Linked DNA regions of Gossypium hirsutum: region 1 is linked to region 2. A link is a contact called in public Hi-C data. All regions are on one chromosome and are shown on one strand. The core of a region is the stretch at or near the end of the contact, and the rest is flanking DNA. Distances in the headings are between cores, read along the strand shown.

What was found. Hi-C and Micro-C count contacts between places; a contact is called where the count stands out from the background.
Region 1: a Hi-C map of leaf shows a contact between it and region 2, with 3 times the contacts expected there. The contact joins the promoter of LOC107954540 here to the promoter of LOC107956718 in region 2. A contact is called at or near these places in 4 of 34 Hi-C or Micro-C datasets (callus and leaf).

The regions. Positions count from the first base shown.
Region 1 is chrA12:14,945,617-14,949,909 of Gossypium_hirsutum_v2.1, forward strand. It overlaps LOC107954540 (S-adenosyl-L-methionine:benzoic acid/salicylic acid carboxyl methyltransferase 2), which reads left to right and starts at 2,259. Exons shown (of 4, transcript XM_016890130.2): 1 at 2,259-2,695; 2 at 2,782-3,186; 3 at 3,289-3,543. The coding sequence starts at 2,621.
Region 2 is chrA12:14,757,812-14,761,877 of Gossypium_hirsutum_v2.1, forward strand. It overlaps LOC107956718 (heavy metal-associated isoprenylated plant protein 43), which reads right to left and starts at 2,358. Exons shown (of 2, transcript XM_016892274.2): 1 at 2,211-2,358; 2 at 1,607-2,073. The coding sequence starts at 2,295. The coding sequence ends at 1,787.

The DNA.
Region 1 (4,293 bases), core at 1,009-3,508, 190 kb after region 2:
TAAACAATCAAAATGTAATTAATATTATTAATCTAATGTGGTTACCTATTTAAATTTTATTTTACAAAAAAATTAAAATAATTTTTTATTTTAATTTTATACATATTACATATGTATTATTATTATTTTCAAATAATACATTTTATTATGTATTGTATGATATTTTGAAATGTAAAGGAATATTCTAAATATGCATGTCCATGTGTTAGAAAATAACAAATCCTCCACCTTTAAATTAAATTTAAGTTTGCAAACTTTAATGTTCAGATTCGTTGAATTTTCAAATTTTGGGTATTATTCATCATGGGGAACACTTTACTCTTAGGAAAAAAGCTACAATCATGCCTCTACTTACTGTTTTCATGCTATATTTTTGTTCCAAAATTCCTTCGTACAGTGTGTTACGTAATCAAGTTTAAATTTTGAGGTTATTCACTAGATCTAATTCGATAAGCATTCATGCTATTGTTAATATAAAATAAAAATATCTTTTTATTTAAAAGTTGAAAAGTTATTGATAGAGTCTTAATTTAGTGTTATCAATATAAGATGACATATATTCGAATGTATTGAAATATATTATCTTCTTATTTATAGATATAATTTTAGATATTCTTATGTCAAAAAAATAAATATAATTAAAACGTAAAATGAAATTATTAAAAAAATTTAAAAGTTAAACTAGATATGGAAGAAAAATCCTGAGGCTGAAAGACAACCACGTTTCCTGAAATTTATGTCCATGCAATCTAAGTTGAAGGACCCAAACATTAAAATCACAGCTGATATCCTCCACAAATTTAATGGGACAGTTTTTCCTTTTTCATATCTTAAAAAACGTTTTAAACTAAAACAAATTAAAAAATGTGGAACTTAAAATTTAGATTTTTTTTTCCCTTTTTCCTGGTAGATATTACTATGTATAGATATAGAGAGAAATGATATGTTTGTATTAATGAAGAACTAAATTAATTGTATATACCAATTATATTTGTTAATTAATATATCATACTCTACTTAATTATATAGATTGTACAACGTTAAAGTTTTAGTGAATTAAAAATCTATATATAACTTTTGATTGTTAGATATATATTAAAAAATGATTTATCAATCCATGTGACAAAAATATTAAATTTAATTGCAATTTTGTATGTGTCATAACAACAATTATATTGTTAAATTTTATTATTATTTTGGGTCATGGGCAAGGTCAATTTGATTTAGGAAATTTTTTCTTATATATATTTTTTTTATAAAAGTTGTGGTAATTAGTAAATATTTGGAATTGTGCCAACATAGTAAACATTGCAACTGTTTGTGGTGATACTAGTGTTTAACAAGGAGGACTTGGTGGCGGTAGGGGTTTACAATAATTCACCCTTATAGGGCGGAGTCATAAATGGAGGAGATGAGGGAGATTAGTAATGGAGAGCTTCCATATGGGAAACGAGGAAAGGAGATGCCCATTGCTAAAATGTAGAATAGAGAAAGAACTAGAGATGTCCATATGCCGAGTCAGGCCAGGCCCAATCAAAATTTTAGGCCCGTTTGCTAAGCTCGGGCCTAGCCCAAAAATGAGTTTAAAATTTTATTTAAGCCCGACCTGAATAAAAATGTTAAAACTTAGATCCGACCTGACCATATCAATTTTTTATATAAATTTTTTAAAATATATATAATATATCAAAAATACTAAAAGTATTAAAATAATTATTTCCTAACAAATTAAAAATAAATTAAAAACAATATTTATACTTAAATAACACTAAGATAGGTGCAACTTAACAAGCAAATGCCTCTAAAATAGTAACAAAATTAACAATAAAATAAGAGTTATATAATATTCAAACAATAACAATAAAATAGTAGCAACATAATAGTGAAATAGTAGTAAAATATTAATAAAAAACCAGGAAAATACGAAGAAAACAATAAAAAAATAGCAAGAAAGCAATAAAAAAATAGCAGTTTTTTTTTCATATTCGGTCTAGGCCAAAAAAGCCTAGGTTTATTTAAATTTTGGGAGAGAGAAAGTAAAATGATTTGAGGGGTAGGAAGAAGGTAAGTAAAAAAATTTTATATTTGGTTTATTTAAATTATTTAAATTATTTAAATTATTTGAATTTAAAAATTTAATTTAGTTTAAAAAAATTAATTAATTCAATTTGAATAATTCGAATTTTTTTACTGAGTGACACTGCTTTAAGCCAGGCTAATGTTTTTAACGGAAAATACATGGTGATGGTGTAATTCTTAGGAATATTAGTAAACATATTTTGATGGGTACCGACTACGGACAAAGTGAGGTCGTTGCTAATAGGATTGTTGGCTTGTAGCTGAGCTGGATGCAGTGGCAATCAGTAAAGGATCTTCCTTCACTAACTTTGGAATGATTTACTTACATGTGAAAAAAAAAAAAGAAAGAAACACCGTGTTCGAAATTAAATAAATGCAATGAATGTGTTAAAACAAGAGAGGGGAATGCATGAAAATGTGCTAAAATTAAGGAGCCGCTGAGACAAACATCATCTATAAATAGGGGCTCACGCAACGTCTCTTGATCACCATAACAAGCTTCGAGAGATCGTAATTACAGAGAGATAAAAGACTTATCGAGATGGAAGTAGTTCAAGTTCTTCATATGAATGGCGGAGTTGGAGAAACCAGTTATGCAAAGAACTCTTTACTTCAGGTATGTATGTATGTATGTATGTATGTATGTATGTATGTATGTATGTATGTATGCTGTGATTTTTTAACCTGAAATATCTTGGACAGCAAAAGGTGATAACCATGACAAAGCCAATCACAGAGGACGCAATAACTAAGCTTTATTGCAGCAAATATCCGGATGAAATAGCCATCGCAGATTTGGGTTGTTCTTCGGGACCCAACACTTTCTTTTTGGTATCTGAACTTCTCAAAGTGGTGGATAGTGTTCGCCAAAAGATAGGCAAAAAATCCCCCGAGTATCAAGTGTTTCTGAATGATCTTCCTGGGAATGATTTCAACACCATTTTCAGGTCCTTGTCCGACTTCCAAAACAAACTGAGGAAGCAACTTGGACCCGGCAACGGACCATGTTTTTTCACGGGAGTACCTGGTTCTTTCTACGGAAGGCTTTTCAGGAAAAACAGCCTTCATTTCGTACACTCTTCCTATAGTCTTCACTGGCTATCCCAGGTTTAGTTTATATATTAATGTTGTATTGTGTATATATCATTAATCATTTTAGAATCGAAAAGAGCCTTTAATTTATGAGTGAACTATTTTGATTTGATCCAGGTTCCTCAAGGGCTGGAAAGTAATAAACGGAACATTTACATGGCTAGCACAAGTCCACCAGACGTGCTTAAGGCATATTATGTGCAATTCCAAAAGAATTTTTCCTTGTTTTTGAAGTGTAGATCAGAGGAACTGGTGGATGGAGGGCGTATGGTTTTGACACTTATAGGGAGAAGAAGTGATGATCCTTCAAGCAAAGAGTGTTGTTACTTTTGGGAGCTTTTGGCCATTGCACTTAGTGATATGCTCGTTGAGGTATAGAATTAATAATTGGTGAAATGACTTTGTTGGCCCTCTAACTTTTCAAAAAAAAAACCATTTTAACTCTCCATTTAATTTTTCATCTCTTTTAAACTTTAAACTTGCATTTTTTTGTCAAATCACCTCAAAATAGTTGAAAAAAGTTAACGCTTGTTAACTTTGATTACGTGACATACATGTGGATTGCCATGTAAATGACATGTCAGAATTTAATTACATTTTTAAAATTTTTAAAAATAATTTTTATATATTTTTAATGATTTTTAAGTATAAAAATAATTTTTATTGAATTTTTAAAATTTTAAAAACATTAATTGAATGATGGTGTGTCATTCACGTGGTAATCAACGTGTATGCCACGTCAATAAAGTTAAAAAAATGTTAAATTTTCTATTTATTTTGAAGTAATTTGACAAAAACACAAGTTTAAAGCTAAAAAAATGAAAAATTAAATAAAAAACTAAAATAACTTTTCTTTAAAATTAGAGGATGAAATAAATTATTATCCCTTAATATTTCTCCTCAAGTAATTCATGATACAATCACGAGTATTTGAAACATATCACGTGCGCAAATACTTAATTTTGGCTTATGTCATTTTCAGCACTTAAAATCTAGTACTGACGCGCCCATAAAATTGAAATCTATTTTAGCTTACACTTTCTATTTATTATCGGATTCATCACCGGTCATTGTTCAACAATCTACAGAATACTTTGTTAACGTTTAGTTTGCTGCAAATAT
Region 2 (4,066 bases), core at 1,108-3,607:
AGCCTATTTGTGCGAATCAAGAGGATCTTAATCAGGGCAAGTCACAATGGGGGCAGGTAAAAGTGATGGCCTCTTATGATCGAGATATACAAAAAAGAGATACAATTTGAGTTAGGCAAAAGCGGAGACATAAGCTAAGGCGAAGGTTCCAAGAAATGAAACCACCCAATATAGAAAGAAATTGGGAATCAACTGAGACATCTAGACTGTTCCAAGACGAGTTAAAAAAGTGTCATTCTGAAGACGTGACGAGGGCATCGCGAGAATGGGTGGGGGAGAATGTCACAAGCAGCAGATTAAAGCTCGTGACCATTACACACATAATGCCTTATAGAGGTCAACTTATTAAGTAGGGCTCATTTGACCCACATGAATTGACCCGATTCGTGGAACCTGTGGAGAAGCACATCTACTTGAAGTCTTGGTGGTCCAGCGAAACACTCCGGTAAAACTAGAGTTACTAAGGTAAATAGCATAAATCCTAAAAGGATAAAATTGTATAAAGTATAAATCCCTTAAGAGTTTTAATTGTAGATGGGAACTAATCTTAATAGTTGATGTAAATCGATCTGTAGTACTATTGAATTTGGGGTAACTCAACTATAAATAGAGGTCTCCCCCTTCATTTGTAATCAGGTCACTCATAGTTTGAATATATTTGAGAGCATATACTTAAACAGTTGGCGTGCTATTTTTCTTTGGCTTTTCTGTTATTCGTTGCTCTTTCAGTTTGAGTTGCTTCCGCTATAATTCAGTGCCTTAGAAGAATTCTGTGGGAATCCTCACTTTCAAAGCGTTAGGCTGACTTAGGCACATTTGAAGCAAAGAAATCGCCTAAGGCCGTGTAGATTGCAAAACGAAAGGTCTAGCCCATGACACTTATACCTAACCAAAAAGATCGACGACGACTCTTACTTTAATTTAAATCTCCCATGTTTTCTTAAATAAAAAATTTCCATATTTTGAAAAGCCTCAAGCTGAATTTTTCTTTTTGAACTTTAGCCGAAAAAGAGTCACTACACTTTTCTTTTTTTATTTTTCTTTTCTTCTTCTCCCCTTTCTTCTTCTCCCTTTTCTTTTTATATTAAAAAAAAACTAAGATTACTAATAATTGCAATGGCAAAAATAACAAACCACAAGATTTAGGTTGTTAGTGTATTTATATAGATTATTTCATAATAATGTTTAATGAGCAAAACATAATTTAAATAATATATAAATAATTATTTTTCTAATTTATTCTATTTAAAAATGGTAAAGTATCAATCCAAATATATATTTTGAAAACACTTCAACATTTTTGATAAATATTGAAAACATCCGAGTTGAGTGGACAGGTTAAGTAAAAAATTGGGAAAAAAATCCATGGACACGTATACTCATTTTGTTCATAGCAAAAGCAATTAAGGTAACTGTCAAATAACTTTGATCTTCTAGTCTTAACTTATGGGATGGTGGTTAAAATTTTTGTTAAACACTTATTTGTCATAATTCAAATCATGTTATCCCATCTCCTACTTAATATATATATATAAAAGTTTGTTTTGAAAAGCAAGTTTAAATAAAAATAAATAAAACTATTTTTTTAAACAATCTCATTATATATTCTGATCATATCTACTCTTTTTGACCCAATGCTTAAAACTATCCTTAGTTCCTTCCCAACCTATAAATAGAAGGATAATACACTTCAGCACACTTGAACGTACATCTTCTTACATTGACAATAATGTCTATATCAATCGAGCTAAAACCCAATCAACATAAATACAACCTATTATTATTATCACATGATTGAGCACCCAACGTTGGGCTCATTATATCTATCCATATAGACTACAGGATAGTGGAATTGGGGATTTGGGTCAGTCTTCTTATCATCTTTCTTGGGCTCAGCCTTCTTCTCTTCCGGCTTCTTCTGGGGTTCCTTTGGAGGTGCTGGGGGAGGCCCTACACTCACCAGCTCTACAAATTTCCCTACTTTTCTCGTTCGAACTATAATATCATATGGGTCTGCATCGCCTGTTACTGATATAGTTCCCTTGGCAGCATCCACCTCTATCTTATCCACCCCTGCACACCAATAAATTCAACAATATGTACATAAATATTAATGTTTGATAAACATGTTCGGATACAGCTTCAAAATTTGCCATCAATTATTACAAAGCCAAAGAGGAATATGGTACTGTTTCTAGCCATGTGTCTACCTTGTACTCCAGAGATTGCCTTAAGAAGCTTCTTCCTGCCTTTATCGCCTGAGAGATCAACCTTCAAAACAGTCTTCTTTACCATGGAAACCAAACTAAAGTGTCTAAAATTTAAATCAAGAGCAACTCTTAACTAGGTTAAGTATTGCAGCAGCATGATCTTATTTAAAGAGAAAGATGGGTATATATATAAATATATATATATATATCAGATTCTTTGGTTTGTTCACCTGGACTCCATAGCAAGGGAGGTTTTTCCTATTGCCTGTTTACCTAGATCCTATCTAATTATATAATCACAAATAGTTTCTGGGTGGTGGATTCTTAGCATTTGACGTATATATGTTATCGTTTATATTTGGATGTATTTGCTTAGACTGGCATTCTGCTTTCAGCATGCACCATCTGGTGCACTTACACACTTAACAAGCCAAGAAACAGCAACTCATTGGAACCATCATCGCTAACTAAATCACATAGCAAATAGCAATCGATGAACTACAGACCCAAAATCATTATGTTGGTATATATGCAAGTCCTGTTTTTTATTAAGCAAATATTAACCAATGCTGTGGACCGTGGTGCAGATGATATTTACCTATAAAACAAATATAATTAATTCATTACATTTTGAAATAATAATTTAATTATCTTATGATAACATAATTACTCCACTAATAAATGTGATGTTAAAAGTTGGATTTAAGTCGGTGAGAATGCGAGATACATTTGTGTTGTTTTAGTTATCGATACTGTACTACTTCTATAAACAGAATCTCCCAAGCATTTTTATTATAACACGCGTCCTTTTTAGTCTTGAAATATAAGTAGGTCCCAAGCGTTTCTGTCTAACATCCTTTCCTTTTTCCCGCTAGAGGATAGAGGTAAATTTTCAGCATTGAGCCCTCTGCTATGTTAATATTTAGCATTTAGTCTTGATATTTTAATTTGACATAATTAGATCATCTACTTTATCAATGACATTAATTGATTCAAATAGTTAATATCCTTAATTATTACGGTTAAAATGATGTCGTGAATTTTTTTAAAAACACCTTTCTAACACAAACAAAATAAATCTATTTCAATATGATAAGTACATATTTTTAACACATAATGTTAAGTTTGAAATGATATTTTTACTCGAAATAATTAAGAGCACTAATTATTTGAAGTAACTAAAAATAGAACTAAATTAAATTAAATTAAAATATAAATCTTAAATATTAAATTTAAATATAGTAAAGAGGTTATAATCATAATTTGAATTAAAAGGTTGTATACATAAAGCAATTATTTATCCTTTGATTTAATAAAAAATGATTTTTTAAAATAATATTTTTAATTAAAAATTTCGATCATAATTACTTTAATAAATATATACTACAATTTCAATAAATATCAAATAAATAATTATAATATAATTAAAATTATATTAAAAAATTTTGAAGCCTATCTAAACGGCAAAAACATTCTAGTTTTTAATTAAAAGTGTTACGAGGACGCCAATCAAGTAACATAGAAGTCTTGTTTATGGGTGGGTTGAAGTTGGGTTCAGATCAAATCTAAGTATAATATTGATATATTTTATATTTGTCTAAATTTAGTTTGATTTGAAATATGAGCATAAAATTTTGACCAAGTCTATTCATATTTGTAAAATGTTAACTTAAGTTTGCCCATATTATTTTTTAAAAAATATTTATATTATTTTAATTCAATATTTAAGAATTTTTATATTTTTTATTTATTAATTTTTTTTATATATTCATCTTAACATTTTTCTAATATTTACATTAAAATAGTATTATATATTTAGCATATATTTATTTTTTATATGTTATAAATTACATAAT